Linked DNA regions of Sus scrofa: regions 2, 3, 4 and 5 are each linked to region 1. The links are chromatin contacts, called in public Hi-C and HiChIP or PLAC-seq maps. All regions are on one chromosome and are shown on one strand. The core of a region is the stretch at or near the end of the contact, and the rest is flanking DNA. Distances in the headings are between cores, read along the strand shown.

Region 1 (2,589 bases), core at 33-2,532:
TGGCTCAGGGGAAACAAATCTGACTAGTGTCCGTGAGGATGCAGGTTTGATCCCTGGCCTCGCTCAGTGGGTTAAGGATCCAGCATTGCTGTGAGCTGTGGGGTAGGTCGCAGACACTGCTCGGATCTGGCATGGCCGTGACTGAGGCTGTCTGTGGCTGTGGCCGGTAGCTACAGCTCTGATTCTAACTTAAGCTTGGGAACCTCCATATGCCATGGGTGTGGCCCTAAAAGACCAAAAAAAAAAAAAAAAAAAGAAGTTTCAGTACCTTTTTTGTCTTTTTAGGGCCACACCCGCAGCACATGGAAGATCCTAGGCTCAGGGTCTAATTAGAGCTGTAGCCACTGGCCTACACCACAGCCACAGCAATGGGGATCCGAGTCGAATCTGCATCTTACACCACATCTCATAGCAATGCCGGATTCTTAACCTACTGAGTGTGGCCAGGGATCAAACCCCCGTCCTCATGGATACTAATCATATTCCTTACTGCTGAGCCACAACGGGAACCCCTCAGTACATTTTAAGGCTGGGGCAAGTTTCGCTTTTGTTTTACACATCTCTGTAGTGGTTAAATTATTATAACAATCACATATTAATATTAAAAATTTAAATATAAAATGCAATAAACCTTGTAATTAAGGTTGGTAGGTAAGCAGTAATTTTATATTATAAAATTAAATATTTTAATTATTTTTGATTTATAATTCAAATATAAAATATATTATTTATATTTTAAATATAAAATTAAGTAATGGAAGTGAATTTGAAAGTGAAGGAGATCAAAACATATCCACCTGAAATATGCTGCTTTGGGATATTGATTAGTCTGAACTGTAAATAACTGAGCAACAGCTCTCCACTCTCACCCTTTCTGCCTAAAATCAAGACAGAAATTTCCCACGAGAAAGATATCTCTTGATACCAGAAAGAAGAGAACATTCTTATCCTGGGAGATGGGGGTAGGGTTTGATGCCAAGATGAATGGACTCATCAGAAGCACAAACCTTACTAAAATAACCATCATTGTCCATTAGTTTCCCTCATGTATTTCCTATCCACTTTCCTGCAGTGGATCACACCTAAAAACTCAAATCCCTTTCCTTTGTCTTGTCACTTCTCCACAAATTTATCATCTTTTGTTAAGGCCGTATGTAAGCTCCTGAGTCTTGCCAGTTCTTTGGAGTTTTCACTTTCCACCTATGAAGCCCTCTGTGTCCCATAAAACATGTTAACATCGGAGTTCCTTTGTGGCTCAGTGGACTAAGAATCCAGTGTTGTAACTGCAGCAGTTGGGTCATTACTGTGGCGCAAGTTCAATCCCTGGCCCGGGAACTTCCACATACCACAGATGCAGCCAAAAAGAAAAAAAGAAGATATTCATATCATATGAACCTTGTGCACTTTACTTACATGACTCTATCCGTTGTTAGTTTGAGTACCCCAATAAAAAGATCTAAGAGGGTAGAAGAAAAGATTTCTCCTATAAAAACAAAGAACCAAGTCACTAATTGTTCTTCTAGGTGACTTAGAGAGTGAGGACCATATACAGAATAGGTTACTCATTTAGTCACTGAACAAACTCAAATTTCAACTTCAGAATAAATAAAAATTAATTTTTATTTGACTTACTATATCATTTGGGATGCATTTGGAGAAATAGGAAACATACTAACAGAGTTTTAAATCAAAAGGACACTTATTTACATTGCAAAAACTGCAAGTAGGTGCTGGTCCCAGGCACAGCAATGACTTCAACTCCTAAACTTTTCTTTCTCTTTCATTTGAGCAATGCCCCCCAACACACTCCTGTTCACAAGACGGCTGCTGCTGCTCCAACCACTGTGTCCTCACACATCTGTGTGCAGCCAGCAGGAGGAGCTGGTGCCAAAGGGCTTTCTTTTCTGCATGTCCTATTTGTCAGGGAGGAAAAAGTCTTTTCTGTAAATCCAGAAGAGATTTCTTACATCTCTTTGGTCAGAGTAAGGTCAAATGGCAACCACTAATCACTGGCTAAATCAATTGGGATTGTCACCATTCAGTTATACCAACTAAATCATCCAGATTAACACATTGCTGCCTGAACAAAATCAGACTCTATAGACTAGGAAGACATTTCCAATGTTTGTGTAGATCAATAATTACAGGTTGTTTCAATAATGCCCTGTGCAATCAATGCTTAGGGTGTGGACATTTTATCCTGAGGTAAAGAAGGGAAAAAAGGTAAGTTCTGGCTTAAATCACACCAGCTTTGCATCTTTGAGCAAGTGACTAATTTCTTGAGGGTCAATTTCCTTATCTGTAAAGTGGGAATAATAATAATCCCTGACTTGTAGGAGCTGGGAAGGAATAACAGAAATAGTGCAATGGAAAACCCTGGGCATAGTGTCTGGCATGTGATCTGTGCTTAATAAACAACAGGTGGCAGAAAGAGGAGACTGGGCTTAAACCACAGCTTGTGTCAACAAGTCAGTTTGTACATTCCTATAGATGTTCCCTTTAGAGACGTAGAGAGTATGTACTTGAAGTCGTCATGGGGTTGCTGTGAGGAGTAAATGAGGTTCAGGTAAGCCCATGGTTGATGCCCAG
Region 2 (2,589 bases), core at 43-2,542, 360 kb after region 1:
TAATCTTGACACTGTGCCATATCTACTTGAGCCAGTTGAGGACATCTCAGGTTATTCCTCATCTGGATCACCAGAATGTTATGTTTTATCTTCAGACCTTTGCATATGCTACCCATCGCCCATCCTCTGCTCTAGCCTAGAAAACTCTTTCTCTCCTATTTTGCCCCCTTTCTAGAAGCTCTCCCCACCCTCCAGCACCCCATTCTGGCCTCCCTAATCAGGCCCCATTTTATTCTCCAAGTTACAGCTTAGATTCCCTTCCTCCAAGGAACCAGGATTGGGTTACCTTTATGGCTGTCCTACTGACCTGTATTTGGAATGTGATACACACACACTTGCATCTTACTGTTCTGTTACTTACTGTCTGTATGGCCTTGTGCAAGTGTTTTTGCTGAACCCCAGATTCTTAATTCTTAGAAATAAATAAAACTTTCTCATTGGGCTGTCACTAGGATGAAATAAGAAAGTACCTAACACCCAGTTCAGTGGTTGTAAATGATGGCTTTCATCCACCACAGCTAATTGGTCATCATTATTGCACAGTCCTTAAATGTTAAAAATCTAAAGTAGAGTTTTGGAAGTCATGGATCATAGTCAAATCATGGTTGAAGCCTTGGGCATGACATGGGTTGAAAAGGTGCTCCATATGCTTTGTGTCCAGATAACTCTCTCATGCATCAAAATCAACTGGAGGGTCACCTGTCCCCTTTTCCCATCCCCAAGAGTCAGTCAGCTGGCCTGCAGCAAAAGATGGCCTTTGATATCTATAAAGGCTCTCAGAGGAGCAGCAAATTTGGGATCCACTGCTTAGGATGATCCACAAGTGCAGAGTACAGGGAACATGCTTTGATGGAAGCCTGATTTGCATCTTAGAATGTGTATCTATCCCTTTATTTAGAAGTGGATCATAGTGGTACTTTACAAAAAGTTAGGATGTGGAGGTGCAGACAGACCAAAACCTTGACCAACTTTCTTTTACATTGCATAGCTGGGACCTCCACCTCATAAAATATGGGAAAAATTAATTTGATCAGAAATGTTTTAATGGTAAAATCTTTCAAGTGGCTATCTCAACCATAAAAGTGACCAATATGAGGCTGAACACTCCTTTGAAAAGAAATCAGCTATAAATAATAAACTTCTGTAACTGAAAGATTTGAGTGATTGATTAAGCTTACTTAGTTTCAGTTTCCATTCAAGGCTGAAAATTGTTAACTCAACACAATGGCTTTTTGTTTTGGCATGATTGACGCTGAGCTCATATTTCTCAGCATAATTATATTACCCAACAGGTTCATCCACTTCCTAGTGATGGCTCCAGTTCTTCATAAGACAGCTGAGACCTCAATTTAGTGGAGAGTAGGTGTCTTCTTCTTTGTTATAAGTCTCACAGCTGGGTCAAATTTGTTAAATATGTTTGATTTGCCTATGGTACATGACTTAATATGAGAACTTAATCTGTCCAATCCACTGTGAATTTGGCAACAGTAGTAAGACACTTTTAGGACAACTTTAGAAGTCTTGGATGATTATCACATTTATATCAAATAAACCAAAGTGTTAAGAGCTAGTGGGAGGGAATGAATACTGAATAAGTCAAGCTTCATTCTCTATTTTGTTCATAAATATTAAACGCAAATTTGTCACAATCAGCAATTGAATAAAATCTCATTCTAACATAAAATTTTTATTCCCCAAATTCACTATTCAAGTTATGTATATCATCACAAAGTAGGGTTATATAGGTAAAGACCAGACATAAGACCTAAAAAATCAATATAGATCCCAAATTACACAATAGAAAATTAGACTTAATTTACATTTTCAGGAAATTATGTCCAAAAATATCAGAACATACATTATTTTCAAGTGCACATGGAACATTCTCAAGGATTGACCACATACTGGGGCACAAAACCAACCTCAACAAATTTAAAATTATAGAAATTATTTCAAGTATCTTCTCTGACTGCAATGGCATGAAAGTAGAAATCAACCACAGGAAAAGAAATGATAAAAAATACTTACTACATGGAGACTGAAAAACATGCTACTAAAAAACCAATTGGTCAATAAGGAAATCAAGAAGGAAATTAAAAAATACCTTGAGACAAATGATAATGAAGACACAACCACTCAAAATCTACGGGATGCTGAAAAAGCAGTGCTCAGAGGGAAATTCATAGCAATACAGGCTTCCCTCAAAAGAGAAGAAAAATCTTAAATCAACAACTTAACCCGTCACCTAAATGAATTAGAAAAAAAAAAGATCAAACAAAACCTAAAGTCAGCAGAAGGAAGGAAATCATAAACATCAGAGAGGAAATCAATAAAATAGAGATTTAACAAACAGAAAAAAATCAATAAAACCAAGAGCTGGTTCTTTGAAAAGGTAAACAAAATTGAGAAACCTCTGGTCAGACTCACAAAGAAGAGGAGAGAAAAAACCCAAATAAACAAAATAAGAAATGAAAAAGGAGAAATTAGAGTTCCTGTTGTGGCATAGTGGAAATGAATCTGACTAGGAACCATGAGTTGTGGGTTCAATCCCTGACCTCACTCAGTGGGTTAAGAATCCAGCATTGCCAT
Region 3 (2,589 bases), core at 53-2,552, 330 kb after region 1:
GCAATAGAACAACAGCAGAGAGTTTAATTTTGAGAGGTCTGTGCACCAGTGGAGGAGGAGTTGGATACAGTAGCCTGGAGCTCAGCTGAGAGCCGTCACCATTACAATGGTTTGTTCACCCTGGATGGATGCGCTCACTCGGGGGGCGGGGGGGCAGGGTGTGTGGAGAGAAGGACCAAGGAAAGGAGGACCACAAGCAGGAGGATGGGTGTGATCATCCCACTGTGACAACAGGAACCTGTGTCATCTAACAGGTACCAGGGCAGACCTCACAGTGCTTTCTCCAAAGGCCCTGGGATCTAGCCTCCAATATGAGACAGTCCCTCATTTCTCTGGGTGTAGCCCTACCATTCACATCCCTCTAAAAATGCCAGAGTGGATAAGCCATTTTTATAATAAAAGAAACCAACTTCTAAAAATTGCCTCATTCGATGCTTACTAAGGATCTGCAATAGTAACATGACCATCTGACAGGTGTGGAAACTTGGTTTGGGGTTAAGAAATGTAGCCTGTGTCAAACAGCTATTAAATGTCATGAGTAGAGCTTGATGTCAAGGTTCCTTCCAGAGCCTGGGCAACAAACCATAGAAAGAAGAGAATGAAGGCAGCATCTGGTTACAGTTTATGCCATCAGTTAAAGAGACTATCTCCCCAAAATGGGAATACAAAAATCACTCATGCATTGACATCGCTGGCAAAACAGAACATCAGCTTCTCAGGGTGTGCAGGTCAAGTTTGCTCCAGTTACAGGGGATCTGGTTAGTCCTGGGATTAGAAGGTCAGGGAAGGCTTTGAGCTTGGCGAGAAGCAAAGGCAAGGCCAGGTATAAAGATCCTGAGAGGAACACAGACCAACTGGCCCAACGACAAAGTTCAATGAACAACAGAGCCCCCACATCAGCCCTCTGCCGAGGTGTTTCTGTGGGTCACCCTGGGAAGCCATCTCTCCTGTGCTTCACTGCGAACAAAACTGGGACTTTTCCCAGAATCCGTCCCATGTCCTAGACAGATCATTTCATGTAAATCCACATGGTGAATAATTCATACTTCCTCCTGTGGCCTGTCCAGTAACAATGATCCAGTTCTTCTGTGATCATCATGAATATCTGAGTTAAAAGCTGTCTTATCAACACCCTATTCTAGGATGGTGCTGTCAGTGCGTGAGACCCAGAGTGGGAAAAAAAATCCAATGGGAAATTCCCTAAAAAGTGCTCTTTCTCAATGAGGGTCAGTGCTGTTCAGCGCACTGCATCACACACACACACACACTGTCACATTGTGATATTCTGTTTAGTAATTATGATAACATATTTGGTTCCTTTTCGTGAAGTATACCATCCGTTTTGATTCACCCTCATGCATCTGGACAGCAAGGTTTGTGGGTGGTTTTCTCTTCTGTGATGATATCTGTGACACTCAACTTACATGAACTTTTTTCGGCATATTTTGAATTCTAAGAAAATCAAAACAAAAAAAGTAGGTGCGTCAAGACTTCCTCTTTTTCCGGGACATGTCACCTCTTTCCTATGTCATCATTATTTCTCTTCCCCTTTCCTCCAGTACCCAATTATTCTTGTCTTCAAACTGCACTGCTCCTTTCCTGCCCAAACCCCTGTGTATTAGTTTCCTGAGGCCTTCAGTACAAAATACCACAAATCAGGTGGAGAACAACAGAAATGGATTCTTTCACACTCCCAGAGACCAAAAGTCCAAAACCAAGGTGTCATCGGGGCCGGGCTCAGCCCGAGACTCTGGGTGGAATCCTCGCTTGCCCCTTCCAGCTTCTGGTGCTGATGATACTCCTTGGGGTTCCTCGTCTTGCATCTTCGTCACCTCGTGCAGCTCACTGCTGCCTCTTTCATCAACGTGGAGTTTTCCTTGCACATCTGCATCCAAATATTCCTCTTCTTATAAGGACACCGGTCACATTTGGATGAAGGTCCACCCTAATAATTTTCATGTCAGCCTGAGGGCATCTGTGAAGACCCTAGGTCCAAATAAGGTCACAGTCACAAGTACCAGGTATTAGGACTGTCACACATCTTAAGGGACACAGTTCAGCTCTTCAACCTACAACACCCTGTGTCACTTATGGTTAGTTGTGGTATGAGGTCAAATACTCCCCCAAATATGCCTTAAATTTCTTAATAGTATATGTATTGAAAGCTGTATAACTTAAATTCCCTCAAGGACAATTAACCACACAAATTACCTTTTCAAACTAAAATGTTAGTCCTTTGAGGAAACCTCTGTATTAACAAGCATCCTTACATGCATACACACACGGTTTTTCTCTGTCTTTTCTCACCCATTTATTTCTTTTTTAGGGGATTTAATCATGTTATAATACATGTTTTGAATTGTCATACATATGAATTCAAAAATCAGCCTTATTCTAGCTTTGCTCTTTTCCATTTAAAAATCAAAGAAAGAGACTAAAATGTCTGGCCAGTGAAATCAGCCACCTGTGGTGACCCCTTCTTATTTTCCCTTCTGGCCCTCCTTTCAGCCCTAGCAGTCTCAAGAGCAGGACGACTGTGTAGACTCAATATTCTGTTGGCAGAATGCTGTATCAGTTAAGAGTGTGGAC
Region 4 (2,589 bases), core at 64-2,563, 300 kb after region 1:
CCAATGCAATATCTGATTTGTATTCATGTCATAGAATCTGTTCCTATTATACTTTGAAATATTGATTTGCTCATCATTCCAAATTTAAAATCTGTAATAAACCAGTTTGTCTCTGGTACTTAAACATGGCCTGGGATATTTACTAAAGATAAAAATAAGGTCCTGTCGTTAAGTGAAATTTAGTAATAGATTCAGGTTTTTGGGACTCAAAGCTTAAATTGCTAAAAGGCATCATTATTATTTCGTAGTCTGGGTGGGAGAAGAGTCTTGCCGACATCAGAATGGTCCCAAGCATGGAGGATTCCATCCTTTAAGGCACATTTAAAAGTTTGTGTTCAAGTTCATTTAGTCTTGGCAAAAGTCAACTTCCTGTTTTTAAGGAAAATGAAATTGACTCAAATTGTATGAATATCAAGTAAATTGCCAATGAAGCAGTGTTTAGCTAAGTAAAACAAAAATGAATCACAAGTGTATGAATTTTTGTATGATAAATGAAAATAAAAATCTAAGGGAAGAAACGTCTTGTAAAAAGCTTTTGGGATTTAATCAAATATTTGGAGATTAGTTTGATGGAGATAATTATTCATCTATCCTTTGCTATTATTCTTATTTTGGGTATAATCAGATTTTGGTTTCTTTGGTCTTCAAATTAATGATATCCCTTGGTTTCAAATGTATAAGAGCTGTATTATAGGGTAGATACTTAAACAAAAACAGACTCCATAAAAAGTAACCATTATTCACATTTTCAACACAAACTCCATGTGTAGAGTATGAAAAGATTTGGCCACAGTTAAATATGTTCACATCGCTGTGTTTCTTTCCACCCAGAAGGGGAATTACATTAAATATACAAGACATAATATTTATGTTGGCATGATTCGATCTATTTACCCATTTAAAGTAAAGACTATTAACACAGGCATACTGCAGGACTGAAAGCATGATCGGTACTTCCTTCCTCCATTAATTCATCTATTCAATTGATCCACAAAAATATATGAAGCATTTGCTACGTTCCCCACCCTGCTTCACAAAAGCATACTCTCATATTTTCAAAGACATCAGTTATTCCCATGTCTTCTTTGTGAGTTTGGGGGCAGATTAAAAATGCCCAGAAATTCTTGAACCTCCCCTCTGGGGGAGTGTTATGCCCCCGACCCTCTATCTGGGGGGCTCTGTGATTTGTTTGGCCAAGAGAGTATGGGAAAGTGACATGGTGTCCTTCTAATGCAAGGTTAGGTTACAAAAGTCTTGCAGCTTCTGCCTTGGTCCTTTGGAAAACTTGCCCTCAGAACTGAGTCACTGTGTAGAAGTCCCAGTATACAGAGACTGGGGCTGCTGTGCATGATTGGAGGAACCCAACTCACAGTCCAGGAGAGGTTCTAGAAGATGAGATGTCACATGGAGAGAGAGAGAGAGCGAGCGAGAGAGAGAAGCACCAGGGAGCCAGATGTATGAGGGCAGAGGATATCTGGAAGTGGTTTCTCTAGCCCCAGTCATGCCACAGCTGAAGCCACATAGAGAATAGAGATGGGTCATCCAGTCAAGACCTCCCCAAACTGTGAAGAAAACAAAATCATTGGTTTAAGTTGACAAACTATGGGGTAGTTTGTTACACAGCAAATATGACTGGAGCAAGGCTATTATAGTAGATTACTAAGGTAATAAGGACTTGCTAGTGGAAAAGAAAACCTTTTCCTTGGGAATTTAAAAAAAAATCGGGAAGAGCTGTAGTATATTTGTCTTCTGAATGCAAATTGTTTAAAGCTTTTATACCATAAGGTCATCCTCCAAAATCATGGATCTAAAATTTTGATTATTGATAAAGCTAGACTCACCCCCTTGTTTCTTTTCTAAAAACTTAATCCACACTTATTAGATTCCAGATATTGGGATTCAAGAGTGAAAAAAAATATCACAGTCCCTGCCTTCAAGGACTTAAAAAAAATGCTCTAAATTGTTCTCCTTTGCTATAAGACTGGTTTTTGGTAAGGAGCAACATCTAACACCTTGAGGAAGTTCTTAAGAATGGGAGATTAATTCCACTGATGATTACAATTTCAAGAGTGATAGTCAGTTGCCCTTTTTCCGTGATAGTAAAATGGACACGTATAGTACAAGAGAAAAGGTGGTATAGATTATATTCTACTGCTCACAGCTTTTGACACGGTCTCAGATGTCTATGACAAGTAGTTGTGTTGAAACATTCAAAAGAAAATCTTAGCATAAAAGGTCACCCACTGTTACTTGAATCTTGGGGGTCACAACGCAGTGACTGGATGAAGTTGTTGCAATTGATTTTCCAAAGCAATCTGTTCTTTTTTAAACTTTTATATTGCATTTTATTTCTCATAACATCTATATTCATTTGAAAAATATTTCTTTGCATATTCTCAAACATATTTATTTAGTTCAAGGCTTCATTGATATATGACTTCCCAACTGTTAGGAAGATCTCTACAGCCCCGAGAGGATCAGAAGACCCCGTGATTTTTATTTCTTCACATTTTTTAGTTTTTTTTCAGTTGAATTATTTTTTATTAAAGTATAGTTGATTTACAACATTGTGCCAATTTCTGCTGTACA
Region 5 (2,589 bases), core at 59-2,558, 290 kb before region 1:
CCCCTCAGTAGGATAAACTCTAAGTTGAGTTGCTTTACTTGCATGGACCTTATAAGATCTGGCGGTTTGGGTTGGCGTCGTTCCTGCCTGGAAGAAAGGTACCAACTTTTCTTCCTTATAATTGTGCACAAACCTCTCTGGTGCTTAAAAGACAGAGTTTGAAGTATTTTTCCTTTCTTACAAAGGAAAGAAAATACGATGGTGTGCCATTTTATACATGCAATACGTTAGGACACAACTAAAGGTAAAAAGCAGCCTAGAATTTCCACATATTGATATTTCTTAGTGGTGGGAGGTAAGTCAAGGATGAAACATGCATGCACACACATGAACACACATGCACACGCATACACACAGAGAGATAGTTTCCTATTATTAGCACAGAAAATTTTTTGTATACTAATTATTGATGGACCTGAATCAGAGTATTATAGTTTTATATTTGCCTTTGGTTAGTTTGTGAGCATAATGCTTGAACTGATTAACATAAAGGATGGTATAAAATTAATTTCTATAACAATCAGAACAAGATTTATATAAAGTCACTTTAAAAGTACTATTTCTAGAGTTCCTGATGTGGTGCCATGGGCTAAGAATCCTACTGCAGTGGCTCTGGTTGCTGAAGAGACATGGTTCAATCCCCAGCCTGAATGGCACAGCCTTGGCTTGGATTCAATCCCTGGCCTGGAAACTTCCATATGCTGCGGCCGTGGACATTAAAAAAAAAAAAAAAAGCACTATTTCCTAATACTCAGTTTCTGGTTAAGAGGAAATGGGTGAACTTGTTATAAAAATCAAAGAAAGAAAACAATCTTGCAAGTATCTCAAATTTGGAATTATTGATATAGCATTTGCTTTTATTTTCTAGAACTTTTTGAAAATCATTGTCTTACCATTGGATAACAAATATTTTGGTCTTGCTTTGAGAGATGTTCTGTTTTGAATGTGGGATTTTGTTTTGTCGTTCATAAATAGAGATGACAGAAAGAAAGACATTTTCAAATATATTTACATATTTATACATTATGGAAAATTCTGATACAAATGTCATGCAAATTATTGAAAATTCTGTTTTTTATCTTTGTTTGCTGTATCCCTTCAAACTTAGCTTAGTGCCTGATACATTAGATATTTAATAATAATTATCAGATAAAACAATTGTAAATGAAGGACGCCTTGCTTTCTCTCCGTAGTCTGTATGTTGCCCTGTTTCACCCAACTGCCGCTAGATGTCTCTCGTATCCGTGCTAGATCTACATTAATACGCAGACGCGTTCCTGCCTGCAGATAATGCCTGAAGCTAAGGCTCGGAATCCTGTTGAAAGAAGGGCTCAGTTCTCCCTTTTTGCTGGGCACCAGTTCAAGTGCTCTAGACGACTTGTGTATACAGACGCGTCAGACAAAGCTGTGATGTTCGTGTAAAGTGGAAGAAGGAACAGAGGGCTATTCTCCTTGAGTCGGGCTTAGCTACCCTATCCTGGATGCTAGGAACATTTTCGAGTCAGCGAATTTTAAATTAGCCAAGCACAGACTTGAGTCACTGGTGTGAACACTCTCTCCCTTTCTCCCCTCACTTCCCCCCCCTCCCTCCTCCTCCTTCTCTCCCTCTCTTTCTTGCCCACAGGCCAACTTGCACACACAGCTTTGATGCACTTTCTGTGTCAACACACGAGCACTGGAGCCCTGACGGTGTTTAGGAGATAGTGCATTTGTGAACTGTTTATCTGTGATTCTTGGGGGCGGAATCATCTGTTGTTGAAGAGACAAACCTACTCTACTGGCACTGCTTTGTGGTCAAACTTAATCATCAGAGTAACTGAAAAGTAGATTAGCGTTCCCGGACTTCTGTAAGTCTTTCCCTTGGGGTGCAGACTAGTCAGACTAGAATGCCTTGCGGGGCCGGGGAACGCGCGAGGGTTGCGGCATGCAGGCTTCACTTAGACATACTAACATCCATGTAAAACAGGAACACTGAAAAGGAGTCTTCTGGATAAATGCATTTCTTTGAATAGCCGTATTCCCCACCTTCCAATATGAATGATACATTTCACTGTAAAAATTTGAAAAAAGGAGTATCATGAAAATAATATTCTTAGCGTTTAGAGACAAAATTACATCAGTTAATTTATAATTTACATCTCCTGTGCATTTATATTATATTATGAAATACTCCCTTATAATATCCCATATTATTCTCTTTAAAAACCCAATTTTCAACAGCAGCGTAGTAGCCCATCTTTTGCCCGTGCTTCACTTGTTTAATCATTTTCCTATTGGCAGAGATTGAGGTTGCTCCAAATTTACTTCAGAAATGATGCTGAAAGATATTTTTACATATGCATTTTCCACCTCTCTGATTGATTCTTTAAAATAAATATCTGTAATTGGATTAAAGGAGGACACATGTATTCTTTTTTTAAAGTTTTATTGAGGTATAAATAATTAGTTCACGTATTCTTGATATGGAAGCAAAATGCAAACGTCCTCAGAGAAGAACTCTCCATCCTTTTGGTTACATTTTTATTTGTTGTATCCTTTCAAATGATATTCCTTTTTGTTATAAACTCAGGGCCGATCAGGGATTCTGAA

Evidence for each region. Hi-C and Micro-C count contacts between places; a contact is called where the count stands out from the background. HiChIP or PLAC-seq counts read pairs in DNA pulled down with a chosen protein or histone mark.
Region 2: an H3K27ac HiChIP or PLAC-seq map of alveolar macrophages shows a contact between it and region 1. The contact joins two enhancer-like sites. A contact is called at or near these places in 2 of 2 datasets of contacts at active chromatin or transcription factors (alveolar macrophages and skeletal muscle).
Region 3: an H3K27ac HiChIP or PLAC-seq map of alveolar macrophages shows a contact between it and region 1, with 18 times the contacts expected there. The contact joins two enhancer-like sites. A contact is called at or near these places in 1 of 47 Hi-C or Micro-C datasets (embryonic fibroblasts) and 1 of 2 datasets of contacts at active chromatin or transcription factors (alveolar macrophages).
Region 4: a contact with region 1 is called in an H3K27ac HiChIP or PLAC-seq map of alveolar macrophages. The contact joins two enhancer-like sites. A contact is called at or near these places in 1 of 47 Hi-C or Micro-C datasets (epiblast stem cells) and 1 of 2 datasets of contacts at active chromatin or transcription factors (alveolar macrophages).
Region 5: a Hi-C map of alveolar macrophages shows a contact between it and region 1, with 2.9 times the contacts expected there. The contact joins two enhancer-like sites. A contact is called at or near these places in 5 of 47 Hi-C or Micro-C datasets (alveolar macrophages, embryonic fibroblasts, heart right ventricle and 1 more) and 1 of 2 datasets of contacts at active chromatin or transcription factors (alveolar macrophages).

What each region holds. Positions count from the first base shown.
Region 1 is chr13:199,181,409-199,183,997 of Sscrofa11.1, reverse strand. No RefSeq gene overlaps it. Among named protein-coding and RNA genes, the nearest start is that of SETD4, 410 kb to the left of the region's middle. Within about 2 kb of position 1,282, at least 2 of the 83 cell types and tissues checked have an H3K27ac peak or open chromatin away from gene starts, as enhancers often do. A contact at or near this core is called in alveolar macrophages, where this site is marked.
Region 2 is chr13:198,826,009-198,828,597 of Sscrofa11.1, reverse strand. The region is part of intron 1 of LOC106505851 (a long non-coding RNA gene); the gene reads right to left. Among named protein-coding and RNA genes, the nearest start is that of RUNX1, 190 kb to the right of the region's middle. Within about 2 kb of position 1,292, at least 2 of the 83 cell types and tissues checked have an H3K27ac peak or open chromatin away from gene starts, as enhancers often do. A contact at or near this core is called in alveolar macrophages, where this site is marked.
Region 3 is chr13:198,855,299-198,857,887 of Sscrofa11.1, reverse strand. All of the region lies in intron 1 of LOC106505851 (a long non-coding RNA gene), which reads right to left. Among named protein-coding and RNA genes, the nearest start is that of RUNX1, 220 kb to the right of the region's middle. Within about 2 kb of position 1,302, at least 4 of the 83 cell types and tissues checked have an H3K27ac peak or open chromatin away from gene starts, as enhancers often do. A contact at or near this core is called in alveolar macrophages, where this site is marked.
Region 4 is chr13:198,877,910-198,880,498 of Sscrofa11.1, reverse strand. No RefSeq gene overlaps it. Among named protein-coding and RNA genes, the nearest start is that of RUNX1, 240 kb to the right of the region's middle. Within about 2 kb of position 1,313, at least 1 of the 83 cell types and tissues checked has an H3K27ac peak or open chromatin away from gene starts, as enhancers often do. A contact at or near this core is called in alveolar macrophages, where this site is marked.
Region 5 is chr13:199,472,105-199,474,693 of Sscrofa11.1, reverse strand. No RefSeq gene overlaps it. Among named protein-coding and RNA genes, the nearest start is that of SETD4, 120 kb to the left of the region's middle. Within about 2 kb of position 1,308, at least 17 of the 83 cell types and tissues checked have an H3K27ac peak or open chromatin away from gene starts, as enhancers often do. A contact at or near this core is called in alveolar macrophages, where this site is marked.